3 separate regions of the Mus musculus genome follow, and regions 2 and 3 are each linked to region 1. The links are chromatin contacts, called in public ChIA-PET and promoter capture Hi-C maps. All regions are on one chromosome and are shown on one strand. The core of a region is the stretch at or near the end of the contact, and the rest is flanking DNA. Distances in the headings are between cores, read along the strand shown. Region 1 overlaps Ahi1 (Abelson helper integration site 1). Region 2 has its middle 92 kb from the start of Gm33892. Region 3 holds the start of Aldh8a1 (aldehyde dehydrogenase 8 family, member A1).

Region 1 (4,238 bases), core at 1,274-3,773:
AACCTAAGATGATAACCTAATAATCTATTGAATCTACATGAAGTGCACGTGCGTAAAAAGCCACATGGGAATCTTCAAGGGCTAAAATGAAAATCTATTTTAATAAAGAATAATTTGGAATTGAGAAATTGAAATTGTACAATTAAGATTCTGAGATATTAGTGCATGTGGGTATCTGTTGGCATTACTCTGAGGTTTCTGTCTATCATAGAGAAAAGGGTGTTGACTGTGATTAAGAGAAACGGACAGCATTTTCTTTCCAGTGGCTCACAACACAATCAGACTGTGTAGCAAGAGACTGCGGTCTTCTTTTATTTTGCTGCTCTAGTTAAACATTGGGAACAGATTCTGTTCATATATCAACTCTCTTACATTTGCCTTGCATACGTGGATTCAGATAAAGATCAAGGACAATCCCTCCCACTATTGTTAGAATGGACTATGTTGCTGAGAGTCATTTCCCCTTTTACTGCTAAAATGCAGTTGACCTTCTGTTAAATTCAGGGAACAAGTAGGATAAAAGGAGAGGAGAGAACCTGTGCCTTGTGAGACTCGGCTACTGAGCTCTCCAGGATTCCGAGGCTCTCACGACAGTGGCGAGTGCAGACAGCGCTGACTCTTGTAGGACACAGTGAGAGACGGTTACTGCAGAATGGCAATGACTTAAGGAGCCACCTCTGTACACTGCCATCAACCACCCCTGTGGGAGGGCTACTCGATAAGGAAAATAAGGTTTCTTACGTTTTAACTCTTTGCACATTAAATGTCTGTGGCCTCTGAAGAAGGCAAGCCTATGGCTTTCTTTCTGCAGGCGTGATCTTTTTATACTGGCAAGTAAAAGCCTATCTGTAATGCTTTCCCTGGTATGCATGGGAACAGGCTGGAACTCCTGGTCAGTCAGACACCCTCCATCCAGCAAGAGTGCACACAGCAGCTCTTGTGAGTGCAGCCCAGCTGTGGCCTGAACCAGAGCTGGCTCAGGAACTGAGCTGCTGAGGGACATTTGGATGTTAATGCCTGTCAGGAAGTTACAAGTGGGAGAGGACTTTAAAGCGGTCTTAAGTCTATTTGGGAGTTACCTTTCCTACAACTTCCTTTCACCCTGCCTAAAGCTTTCTCCAGTGTGCATTTTCTTTAGCCAAAGAACTCGCCTTGAGGAGAGTTTACAAGCTATTAGTTCCTTACAGAATACACAAACCAGGGACAAGTAGAAAATTAAAAATTGTGTTGCAGGAGACAGAAAGTGGGTACTTTTTGCACTCCTTGGCACTTTTAAGGGGAGGAGGGAGCTGCAGCAAGACAGACACCAGCCTACAGCTTTGGGAAGGACCAGTGGGCAGTAAGTGGGGGGGGGGGGGGGGGGTGTGTGACATTAAAGGGAAGTCACTTCATCTAGATGGAGCCTAGCATGACAATCAAGGAAGACATTCTTTTTCCTCCTTTTAATTTTAAAAAATATCCTTTTACTCTCAAATTCTGGAACTTAAGCCAGGAATTAATAGTCCATTTATTCAGTCATAATATGTTTTAAACGGGGCTTCAAAGATTAGCATGAAAATCAATGATTAGGAATAAATAATTGTTTGCAGAAACAAAAGGCAATCAGAACCAGCATATCAGTGTCTGTGTACGAAAGCGTAGCTGATGTCGCTCAAAGTCCTTATTTCAAAGGCGAAGAAGTCCCCTAGGTCAGTATAAGCTGCGCGTGGGCTGCAGGTCTCCCAGCATGCCACCAGGCCAGCAGCGGCAATTAGGACAGGTAATTAGCATGCATTCCGAAGAAGCAGCCCTGCTGGGTGCCCCTCCTCCAGGACAGTCCACCTTGGGCTCCCTGCGGTAGCCTAGTTTCAGCTTTCAAAAGCCATGTCTGCCTCACTGGGAAGTGTTTGTGCTCTCTTCTTCTCATTTAGTGAACTTGAGAAGGAACAAGCCCCGCTCACTGGTGTTGCTACGGAGACCCCGGCCAGAGCTGAGGTGGACACAGGTAGAGTGGGAGCTGAGGGAGCTGAAGTTCCTACGCCGCTAATCAACCAACAGCCCCTGTGGCGGGAGCAGAGCTGGGCAGCTGCCACAGGCTCCCCGGGCATGACAAGGGCAGTCAGCAGGCACTCCAATCTCAGAGCTGAGTAGCTCTCTGGCATACTAGTGCATCGCCTTTTCAGTTTTCCCATCATGAGGATGAAAAATATTCCATGCTAAACATAAGCAATGGTCATATAGACAATACATGCATTAAAGAGTAGTGAATGATCACATCTTGGGCTCCGTTCTATCATAGTGTACCAGGAAGACTGCGTGCACTTACTTTCACTGGCCACATGATTAGCTGGAAAGAACCCTTCCTGCCCCTTTCTTACGCTGCCGTACCACCAGTCTTCATTATCTTTGAAATACACTCGGATAATGTCTCCACGATGGATGGTTAGTTCATCTGATCGGCTGGCTGTGTAGTCATAAAGAGCCACTACCTAAGAGAGAGATAAGACCACCACAGCTTTATCACAACTGTGCCACAGAAAAAGCCCCAACACTCACTTCCTCTTGCAGAAGAGCAGCTGAAACCAAAGCAGGACTTTGGCAAGTCTGAGGCTGTCTCAGGGGTTGCTAATAGGATCAGGGGTGGTGGGAACACAGCAGGAGAAGCAAGATAAAAGACTGTGGGATTGAGAAATGGCTAAGAACATTCAACACACCAAGATTAGCTTCAAAATACCAGATGTTAAAGTTTGAAAGTGTGAAGCAAATTAAAAAAAAAAAAACCAAAAAAAAAAAAAAACCCAAAAAACAAAACCCATAACACACCATTCCCTTAAGCACTTTATAAAACTCCTTTAGGTCCTGTCCTGTGTGCTAAGCAGATGCATCTGAAAGAGAAAAATGCAGGTTATCAGCATTACAAAAAGGAAAGGCTCAATGGGACAACCTGGCCATTTAATTCCGTTACCATCCCGAGTTGACTGCTCAAGTCTCTTTTTGAGAGAAACTTTTCTTGAAAAACAGCTTTTGATATTTTTATACCAACAGCCTAAATCTCCTGACTTCCCTGTAAAGGCTGATCTTTGTTAGCTAGGAACTAAGAGGAGAAGTCCTAAGACAATCCTCTCCTTTGTTTTATGACACTACCCCTTATATTTGATTTGTTTTTGTTTAAAGAAAAAAAAAAAGCACAAGTCAAAACTGGTGCTGCTGCCTGGCTGAGGGTTTAAAAGCCCTTTCTAGCATCTGGGGGAGCTCAGTCCACCCAGACCCGGTGCACTGTAGAGAGTGGGGCACAGCGGCGTGCATGCACATGCCATTCATGTGTATAAATATGCTTACTTTACCATTTTTCCCAAACAAGGCTTCAAAATGTCCATGTTACAAAACTGTATCATGGAAACACACCGCTGTAGGTCTTTGTAACTAGGCTGATGGGTTCTTTCACTGACTATTTAAATCCTAATGTGCATGGTGTTCCACCCTCGATTAGAGTTCACGAACTGACAATATGTATGCTATATTAACACATAGCATTAATATATCAATAACTGACATTAATATATCAATGCCTGATGATAGATATCTTAGTAATGGATATTTAGCTTTCACTAAATTTTCATAAGCATCCACTGATGAAAGAGTCTCTTGAGAGACAGGGTTCCATAAGACAGGCCTGGCTTCAGATTGCCCACTATACCTCTAATGGTATATACCCAATGATCAATGGTATATACCCAATGATCAGTGGATGCTTTCTTAGTATCCAATGCAGCACATTATAGTATTATGAAGTAGTAATGAAACAGTTTTATGGTTGGGTCACCACAACATGAGGAAGGAACTGTATTCAGGACTACAGCATTAGGAAGGCTGAGAGCCCATGCTCTGAAGCAATGGGACAGTTCCTGGAGCATGTCACCATGGTATTATTGCCATTTAGGCACAGACTTGTTACCCAGCGAGGCAATGAAGTGCCTGCCAAGTCAACAGTCTACATTCCAGCCACGGAGCCTGATCTTTGGCTAGACTCTCTTCTCAGGCTGGAAAGCCATGGCAGAAAGGACGTGGCTCAGGAGAAGCTGCTGAGCGGTATGCAAGGATGTGGTATGCAAGGATGGGCTTGCATCTAAAATGCTAGCAACTTCTCATCTGAAACAACGTATTCTTTGGTTGAACTTGGCAGTAAATTATAAATAAATCATGACCTTTCTAGCTACAAGATTTTACTGTCTAAGTGTTCAAGCAAAACTGGACAAACA
Region 2 (4,238 bases), core at 1,043-3,542, 420 kb before region 1:
ACTTAGTCTTCCGACAATCCTACAAAGCAAGCATTGTTTTCCTCATTTCGCTTGTAATGAAATTGAAACCAGGGAAGTTAGTTCCTACAATTAGTATTTACTAGCTGTAAATCTAAACAGCATACTTTATATAGAAAAAAGTCTCAACTCCAGGAGGTCTATTCAACCTCATTCTGGAACCCTTAAAATAATCATGAAATATCTGTCCTAAAAATAACTGAAGAGTGTCATTATTGGAACCAATGATCAATGTTTTCTCTTTAACAAGAGTAATGTAGTTAAACATACATTATTGACTATGCTTACTCAAGAAGGAGAAATTGTCCAAGATCAGTAATTCTACATTTGGCATATCATCAAAATTCTCTGGAGAACACTTAAAAAATATTCCCTGGGCCTTATTCCAAGCTCACTGAGTCAGAGCCTCTGTGAACGTCAGAGATCTCTTTATGTACAACCTCTCAAGGCAGTTTCAAATCTCATCCAGTTACGGAACAAAAAAGCAACGTGACCATTTGAATTTCCAAATTCAGTAGGATGCTTTGCTTCATTCCATCCTAATATACACTGCTGGGCAGGATGCAGCATAGACATTATATCTCCCTTGGATATGGGCACAAACCATTTCAATGGGGGAAGGACATTCAAAGAATCCTCAGTCATCCTCCGTGGTGATTTGAATATTCTTGGCCCATGGAAAGTGGCACTAGTAGGAGCTGTGGCCTTGTTGGAGGAAGAGTGTCTCTGTAGATGGGCTTTGCGGTCTTATGCTCAGGCTCTGCCTAATGTGGAAGAAACCTTCCTCTTGGCTGCCATCAGAGCAAGTTGTAGAACTCTCAGCTCCTCCAGTATCATGCCTGCCTAGACTCAGTCATGCTTCCCACCATGATGATAATGGACTGAAACTCTAAACCCATAAGCCAGCCCCAATTAAATGTCTTCCTTTATAAGAGTTGCCTTGGTCATGGTGTCTCTTCACAGCAATAAAACCCAATTTAAGACATCGTCTTAAGCAAAATAAAACAGGTTTGTACACAGAGCACAAAGGGGGTACATACTGTATCCTCTCTCAAGACTCTAGGCCATTGTGGAAGAGGAGGTGAAGAGTGTAATAGACAAAAGTGGAGGATGGCTACCAGAAAATATACAGCAGGTAGTTGCACATATGAAGTCACAGATATTGTGACCGCATGCACAAGACCTGTGCAAGTGCAAGCCAGACCAAGTTTCAGCATGGAGAGGGAAGTGAAGCACACAATCCCAGCCCTAGCTGTGGAGCAAATGGCAGTAGTTAGCAGCTGGGAGAGGAAGAGACAGTTTTCTCCGAGAGTGAATCCTCCTGATGATTGAAAATGTCCCCCATGCAATGCCAGGAATATTTGGGCAGCTCAAATTGGTCCTGAAGGTTGTTTTTGTTTTTGTGTTTTGTTTTGTTTTGTTTTGTTTTGTTTTGTTTTAAGAATATGAAGTTAGGTGGGAAGAGAATTGGGGTGGATCTAAGAAAAGCTGGGTGATGAGAAAGATTAAAATTCACGTTGTACCAACTCTCGATTCTCAGAGAACTAATAAAAATAAGAGAATGCAAACATCCCTGCTGGTCCTCCTTCTCTCCTCACCTCACTTGGAAAGCACTAGTTGGACAGCATTATTAGCTGAGTCGAATCCTTGAAAATCCATGTGCTGTACAAGAACTCATAGTGGCTACAAGCACAAGACCACAAGACTTGTACAAGAACAATCCGGCATGGATAAGGGGAAGGCTTGTCAAGCCCCACTCTTTCTCAGAAATTCTAAGCCATTGATGGATGCTGAGAGACGGGGAGTACTAAATAGACTCCATGGGGAGAGGGGCATGAAATCATGAATGAAATGTTGCAGGGGTAATGGGAGAAATTGGGGGAGGAGAGAAGGAGGACAGATTTGATCCAAACGTATTATATGTGTGTATGAATATTAAATAACTTTAAAGAAAGAAAATCAGTATACTAATCCTTATCCCCCATGTATCTCAGAATGTGGTCATGGGAATCAGCCTTTGCACATTAAAAGATGAGATCCTGTGGGAGTAGCGTGCGCCCATAACCAAGCATGGTGGATGTATTTAAAGGAGAAAGAAACTTTGACACAGACCTCCACATGAAAACAAGTCCGGAGTGGAAGACACTCCTCTGAGTCAGGAGTTACAAGGATAACCACAAATTATCAGAAGCCAGGCAGCAGCTGTGGTACAGACCTTCCTCACAAGTCTCTCCACACAATGAGATAGTAACTACATTTCTGTTGTTTAAGCTGTGCAGTGTGTGGTTTATCACACCACGCTTAGAAGCTAACACAGGAAGTACTTGGGTGGTTAGAATCCTCGTTACCATCTGAAGCAAAGGATGAAAACATAAAAAAATTTCATCACTACCAAATTTTTAAAAACAACTGGGGAGCACACTGAGAAATTACAAGCATCTCTATAGTCAATGGACTCAGACAGCTAGTGCTCAGGTCAGACTTGTGGTTTAAGCTCTGAGGAAAACATACCAGAAGAAAGAAAGGAAAGGAGAGAGTGTAGGAGGGAGTGAGGGACGGAGGGGGATAGGAAGGGGAAGGGGAAATAGAAATCAAGCAGGAAATGATATATATTACCATTAATCTTTTTCTTCCTAATATTTACTCTCTATATACTAGAAATGCATGCACACTCCTAGTGTGATGCCCTGGTATCCCTGGGCTTCCAGGATTGTGGCCTTCCTCCTTTCCTCCTGCTGTCTACTCAACCATGAAGAAGCAGCCATATCTTGGTTACATAGCTGATGTCAGATGATGAAGACGTTCCCAAAAGAACTTCACCTCAACATACAGTTTTATGAACACCATGCTTGTTGAATTAAAAATATTTCAGAGCATGAAGGGTTCCTGAGACATGTGTCATGTCCTCCCTTAGACACATATAGGTCACAGCCTTAGCCTCATGTCCACAAGTCTGGTTGGCAAGTACTTTGGGATTATTTACCCTCAAATAATACTCTTACTTTCCAAATTGTAATAAAAAACGTTTGTAAAGCCACCATTTCGTGCATATTTTAATTATTCACATTATATAATCTGTTTTGGGTTTACATCCTTGACTTTTATGAAGCAAGGATCAGATGTGTGACCATTAAAATCATCTAAGAGTGTAAACAGATTGTGTCAACGTGACTAATGCTCAACCAATTTTGTAACATTTCCGAATGTTTTGGAATATTTGATAACTTAATCCACCAAAGATCCATATATATTTTCTTTCATTTTGTTGTTTCATGCTGTGTTTTAAAGGCAGTCAACAGGAACTCTTCACTACAGGAATCTACAGAATTGACGATTTGGTCTCAAGTGGAGGCACAGAGGGGAGGTTGTATAAACCTTGGAACTTGGCTTCAAGTCTGACGTCACAACCATGACAAGACTTCAGTCCAGAACACTGCACTTGTACACAGTATGCTTCCTTGTGCAAGAACAATTCAACAGAACAGTCGATAACAGAACAATCTACAGAAACAATTTGGAATTATGCCACAGATTGAACATGCCATCTACCAAACAAAGCAAGCCTCCCCGTGGAGGAACGCAGGCCATTTGTATATGAGGACAGTTAAATCAAACATAATTACACTCTTTTTCACTGTGACTGATTCATCATTGCTTATCTACAAAGCCACAGGACAGCCATGGAGAAATTCTGTTATGTATTATTACCCAGATGGTTTTATGGGGAAAGATGAAGCCAGATTCCTTGGTTCCAGTCCAATTTGTGATCTGGGTTGGTTCAAGATGGTTAGAAGTATCTACAGCATGGCCTTCATCTTTTCAGCCTCAACTCCCACAGCAAAACCCTCCTCCTCTAAACTAAGGATTCTTTTAAAAAGAAAAATATGCACAAATATTTCCTGTGGAGCTCCCAGGAACCAGGAACTGATCTGTGTCTAAAAGATCAGAGGGGACCAGTGTGGGCATTTCTCCATGGTGTTTTCCTCCTGGTGAGAGGTATGTCACCAGTAAATGTATGGTGTGTGTTTGGCAGGGGTGATCGTCTGTACACCACAGTTCCTGTGTGGAATTGTCACTGCTAGCTGCCTCCCTTGTACTGAGCAGAGTCCATCTGAGTAACCCTTTGCAACATACTGTGAATGCAAGTGGCATGTGCAAATTCCAACAAGCATTTTAAAAACCTGGTTGCTCTCTTATTATTCTTTCCCTGCTTCCTCCCC
Region 3 (4,238 bases), core at 1,024-3,523, 320 kb before region 1:
AAATGGAGCAAGCTACAGCTGCTCCACCACCGAGAGAGCTGCAGAGCTGACAAAAGTGCAGCCCGCTGCCTTCACCCGGGCAGCTTTTCCTTTTACAGAGAAAGCAACTATGGCCTGAGCCAGTTGGGCTGAATGGGGATCTAGGAGGGGCTGAGGCTACATCTCAAAGGGATTGATTGAGAGGCAGCCACTACACACACACACACACACACACACACACACACACACACACACTGCCACACCAGCAGCATGTAGTTCTAAGGTAGGTCAGATGCTCAACTTGCAAACTCAGAGTCAAATCCATAGACAGGAGCTGGGGGTCAGGAAGAGGAGCACGCACAATCTTTACCAAGGCATCTAAAATGCAGCCTTCAAGTAATTTGGAAAGAGTGATTTTAATTTTAAAAGAGGAGAATTCTCAATCATTTCCCAAAGAACATATTGTTTTTTTATCTAGTGTGGGATAGGAAAGTTGTCTAGATGTGTCAAACTTCCAAAGCTCTTAATTAAGAGCTGACAGTTTATAAAGTCAAGTCTTCACTGTGTGATCACGTCCTACGGCTGTCCCTGGCACTTGAAGTGACTAGCTCATCTCCTAACTCTACACCCCAAGTGCTGAACCCCTGTGAAAAGATCTTTTTGACCTCCATCAGAGTCTTGACCCACAGGCTGAGAACCACTGTTATAGCATAAGTTTCCTCGCCCTACCCATGATAGAGGCTTCTGTTGGAACGGGAGTGTGGGGCTCCCAGGGTAAATAAGCAGATGCCCTCTTGTGGCCAAAACGTGATGCACTCAGAATGCATCTGAGTGCTTTTCTGCCCTCCTGTATGGTTCAGATTAAGTCTACAGGTTGTACTATCTCAGTTTGCACTGCATGCAAGCAAGCGCGCTCGAGCAAGCACGCACACACACACACACACACACACTCACACAGGCCCAAAATTCGGCACATATCTTGTAAAATCAACAAAGACACAGCTTTTGTGGAACCCAAAATATTTGCAAACTGGATTGCTGAGAAAATAAAACATACATATTACTGGAAAAGCAAAAGCAAATATGTTTTATTCTATTTCCTGAAGAAGTGCCAGCCGGTACCACACTCCACCTGCATCTCCTCACTTTGGAAACACCAGGAGATGGAGAAGAGAAGCCTTGGTCTCATGCAGTTTGGGTCATTGGAAGCAAGCAAAATTGCTGGTTACAATGTAACTAACAAGTTACCCAATATTCTTAAACTTTAGTACAGAGTCTAAAGTTGTTTTTTTCCTCTAGAAGACAGATTTAAAATTTACCAGTGAAGAAAAAAAGTTGAATTTTTGAAGAAAAAACTTGGCATATAAGATATATTTATATAGGAAGATTGGAATTATATTATAATCGAGTTGTTTGTGCCTTGAAAAGAATAAACAATGGGCGGTTTGCATTTGGTAACCACACACACATCAGTCACTCAGCACACCAAACATTTTTTATTCTCAGTGCAATAATTCATAACATTAAATATATCTCAAGCATTTTACAAAATTCCCCAAGTGACTTAATTCTTCATAACTAGAAAAGAAAGAAAAAGGAAAGAGAAAGGGACATGAACCCTCATTTTTTAAGTTGTTAAGTTTAATGAAATGACATGAGAGTTTAATTTTCAGCTTCATTACTCAAATAACTGGCTTTATTAGACTGGGTATTCTCAGAGATATGAGGAACTATCAGATGATGGTCTAAAATAAAGTACTGGGCTTTTGTTTTGTTCCCAATTTAAGTTTTCAAGATTTATTTTTATAAACCCATGGAGCCAGTGGGCACTTTGTAGAGAGAAGGATGCATTTCATATCGTAAGAGTTCTCTATAACTATTACAATCTGTCTGAGAATTACAAACATTAAAACCACTGTTCCCACAGCTAACAACTTTCTCTTGAACATAGTAAACTCAGAGCCATTCCAGCTCAGACCAGTCCATTCATATGATAAACTACCTTATAAAATGCTACATTTTCCTTCATCCTCTCCCCTTTAGTTTTAGAAAATGGTTGTCTACAATTTGTCAACACAGTAAATACGTTTTAGTTTCCCAAGTGAATAGACTTACCTCTTCTTTCCCACTGTTTGGAACTTTGCAATAAACTTCCCCTGTTGATGGATCGTAAGAATCTATATATGAGTTACAGGGTAAAAACTTCCCACCTATAAAGTTCTCCAACATCAAAAGTTCCCTTTTTCCAGCCATGTTAGGAAAGTGCCCTCTGTGTACAGCAGCCCTCTGTGACTGCCCTCAGGACTTTGGACACCCTCATCTCACCCCCAGGCCCAGTGTCCTCATTTGCATATCCGAACCTGGGAGGAGGAGACCCGCTGCGCTTCAGAACTTTCCTGATTCCAAACTCGGATGGTTCTTGAAGGCAACTCATGGTCCATTCTGAGAAATGGGCACTGCATTAAACTAACATCAAGTTACATATGTACAATGTCTTCAGATTGTCCTTTCATATCAACTGTGTGTGTGTGTGTGTGTGTGTGTGTGTGTGAGATGATTTTATCGGCACTGCACCATAAGTGCCCACTGTTTAAACACGAAGTGCAAAGCATAAAGAAAATTGGCTCCACAGAATATTGTCCCATGCAGCAATCCTTACTTCCTCCTTTCTAGGGAAGGCATTGAGCCTCTGGAAGGTTACACAATGTGGCCAAGGTCACACATGAACACTCAAGTACTGACAGGAAATGAGAAGAAACTTTAGCTACATTTACACCTAACAGCCTGTGAGTCCATCTCAGGAGGATGCATCCATGTCCCTGTAGGGACTGGCCACAGGAGCAAGGGAGCCGTCTTCACTACCCGGCAATGCCGTGGTTTGAACGCTCAGAATTCGGGCACGTTTAACCCTCCAGTGGCAGTGTTTAAGTGGGCACTCCTGGAGTTAAGGTGCTGCTCACGGCCTCGGTGGTGCCTTCGAAACAGGCTATGGGTCATTTGTGCCTTCTGCCGCAGGAGCACAGCTGCCCTGCCTGGTGAGGAAGTGGCAGAGGCAGGGGATATTTACCATACACAATCTCCTCACACCAACATCATGGGCTTCCCAGTCTCCAGAACAACAAGAATTCAGGTTCTCTCAAGTGATCGATTTTCAGTTATTCTGTCACAGCTGAACAGACCAGCACATGGCCTCTGAGAGGACAGGACACACCACCGTTCACTCTGCTGAGGCTCCATGGATAACCAAACTCTCTTGTGCATCATAGCGCTTGTTTTGTATTTTGCAAGTAACCCTCTGAAGGTCTTGTTCCTTCTGTTCTCCATGTTGCTATCTCCCCATCCTTCCTGTACTTCACGTCTCCACCTACTGACGGCTGTCTGTCGTCTTTGGCGTCCCATTTTCACCACAGTGCATTTGGTGAGAATTTGTTCTTAACCGTGACTGGAAGAGGCTGCTTTTCTACCACTGGCTTTGTCTTTCACCAGTTGTGGAAATGTTTTGGCTGCTGTATTGCTGTGTTTCCATTCTCTGTATTTCTACCTTGTAGAATGTTTAAAATGTAAAGAGAGCATCTTCAATTTCTTACTGACCATGAATCTCCTCCCTCCCTGTCTCTGTCTTTCCCTCCCTCCCTCTCTCCCTCCCTCCTGGCCAGCTTCTTCCCCCTCCTCCTTTGACTCTGAGCTACACTCTCCAAATCTTGCCTCTACTCTCTGTCCGTCCCCCAGCCCCACAACAGGGCTCCTATGGAGCTGACTCCTCCAATGGCAGCACCTGCCCTGAACTCTGTTTCCTCGGCCTGCCAGCCAACACGCCATTCCCTAAGGTCCCTGCAGGCCAAAAGGCAGAATTCACCCTCTCACACTGGCCAGCAGGCTACCACTGCTTCCGGCTAGAAACAGAACAGAACTACGGGGGCTGCCTCCCACTCCCTCTGTCCCTTACGGCCCTATGAAACTTCTGTGCTTGTTCCTTTGAGCTTTTCTTTAAGATTGGAATTTCATCTCCTTCTGCTTTCCAAGAAAAAACAAATGGGGAAAACAGGAACCCATCTGCCAGAGCACACAACCACCTCATGGCAGAGCAGGCCCCTCGCCCCTCCACCTAAGCCCACCAAAGAAAAAACACACCTGAAGCCAAAGGTTTTCAGGGTTTGTTTAAATGCTTAGAAGTTCTCCTAACAGGAACACCTGTAACAATGTTTGTGCTTTTCAACCCACAATTTTCTCTCTTCTTTATTTAAATGTTTGTTTTTCTC

The links. Promoter capture Hi-C pulls out the DNA fragments that hold promoters and counts their contacts. ChIA-PET counts read pairs in DNA pulled down with a chosen protein or histone mark.
Region 2: a contact with region 1 is called in an RNA polymerase II ChIA-PET map of memory CD8 T cells, with 5 read pairs. The contact joins two enhancer-like sites.
Region 3: a contact with region 1 is called in a promoter capture Hi-C map of embryonic stem cells, with 6 times the contacts expected there. The contact joins the promoter of Aldh8a1 here to the enhancer-like site in region 1. A contact is called at or near these places in 5 of 39 promoter capture datasets (the C10 cell line, embryonic stem cells, fetal liver and 2 more), 1 of 484 Hi-C or Micro-C datasets (embryonic stem cells) and 3 of 9 other capture datasets (adipose tissue, liver and pancreatic islet).

What each region holds. Positions count from the first base shown.
Region 1 is chr10:21,053,211-21,057,448 of GRCm38.p6, reverse strand. It overlaps Ahi1 (Abelson helper integration site 1), which reads right to left. Exons shown (of 24, transcript NM_026203.3): 20 at 2,306-2,468. Among named protein-coding and RNA genes, the nearest start is that of Gm20149, 11 kb to the right of the region's middle. Within about 2 kb of position 2,523, at least 93 of the 459 cell types and tissues checked have an H3K27ac peak or open chromatin away from gene starts, as enhancers often do. A contact at or near this core is called in embryonic stem cells and memory CD8 T cells, where this site is marked.
Region 2 is chr10:21,477,650-21,481,887 of GRCm38.p6, reverse strand. No RefSeq gene overlaps it. Among named protein-coding and RNA genes, the nearest start is that of Gm33892, 92 kb to the left of the region's middle. Within about 2 kb of position 2,292, at least 46 of the 459 cell types and tissues checked have an H3K27ac peak or open chromatin away from gene starts, as enhancers often do. A contact at or near this core is called in memory CD8 T cells, where this site is marked.
Region 3 is chr10:21,375,335-21,379,572 of GRCm38.p6, reverse strand. Aldh8a1 (aldehyde dehydrogenase 8 family, member A1) reads right to left here and starts at 2,273. Exons shown (of 7, transcript NM_178713.4): 1 at 2,095-2,273. The coding sequence starts at 2,232.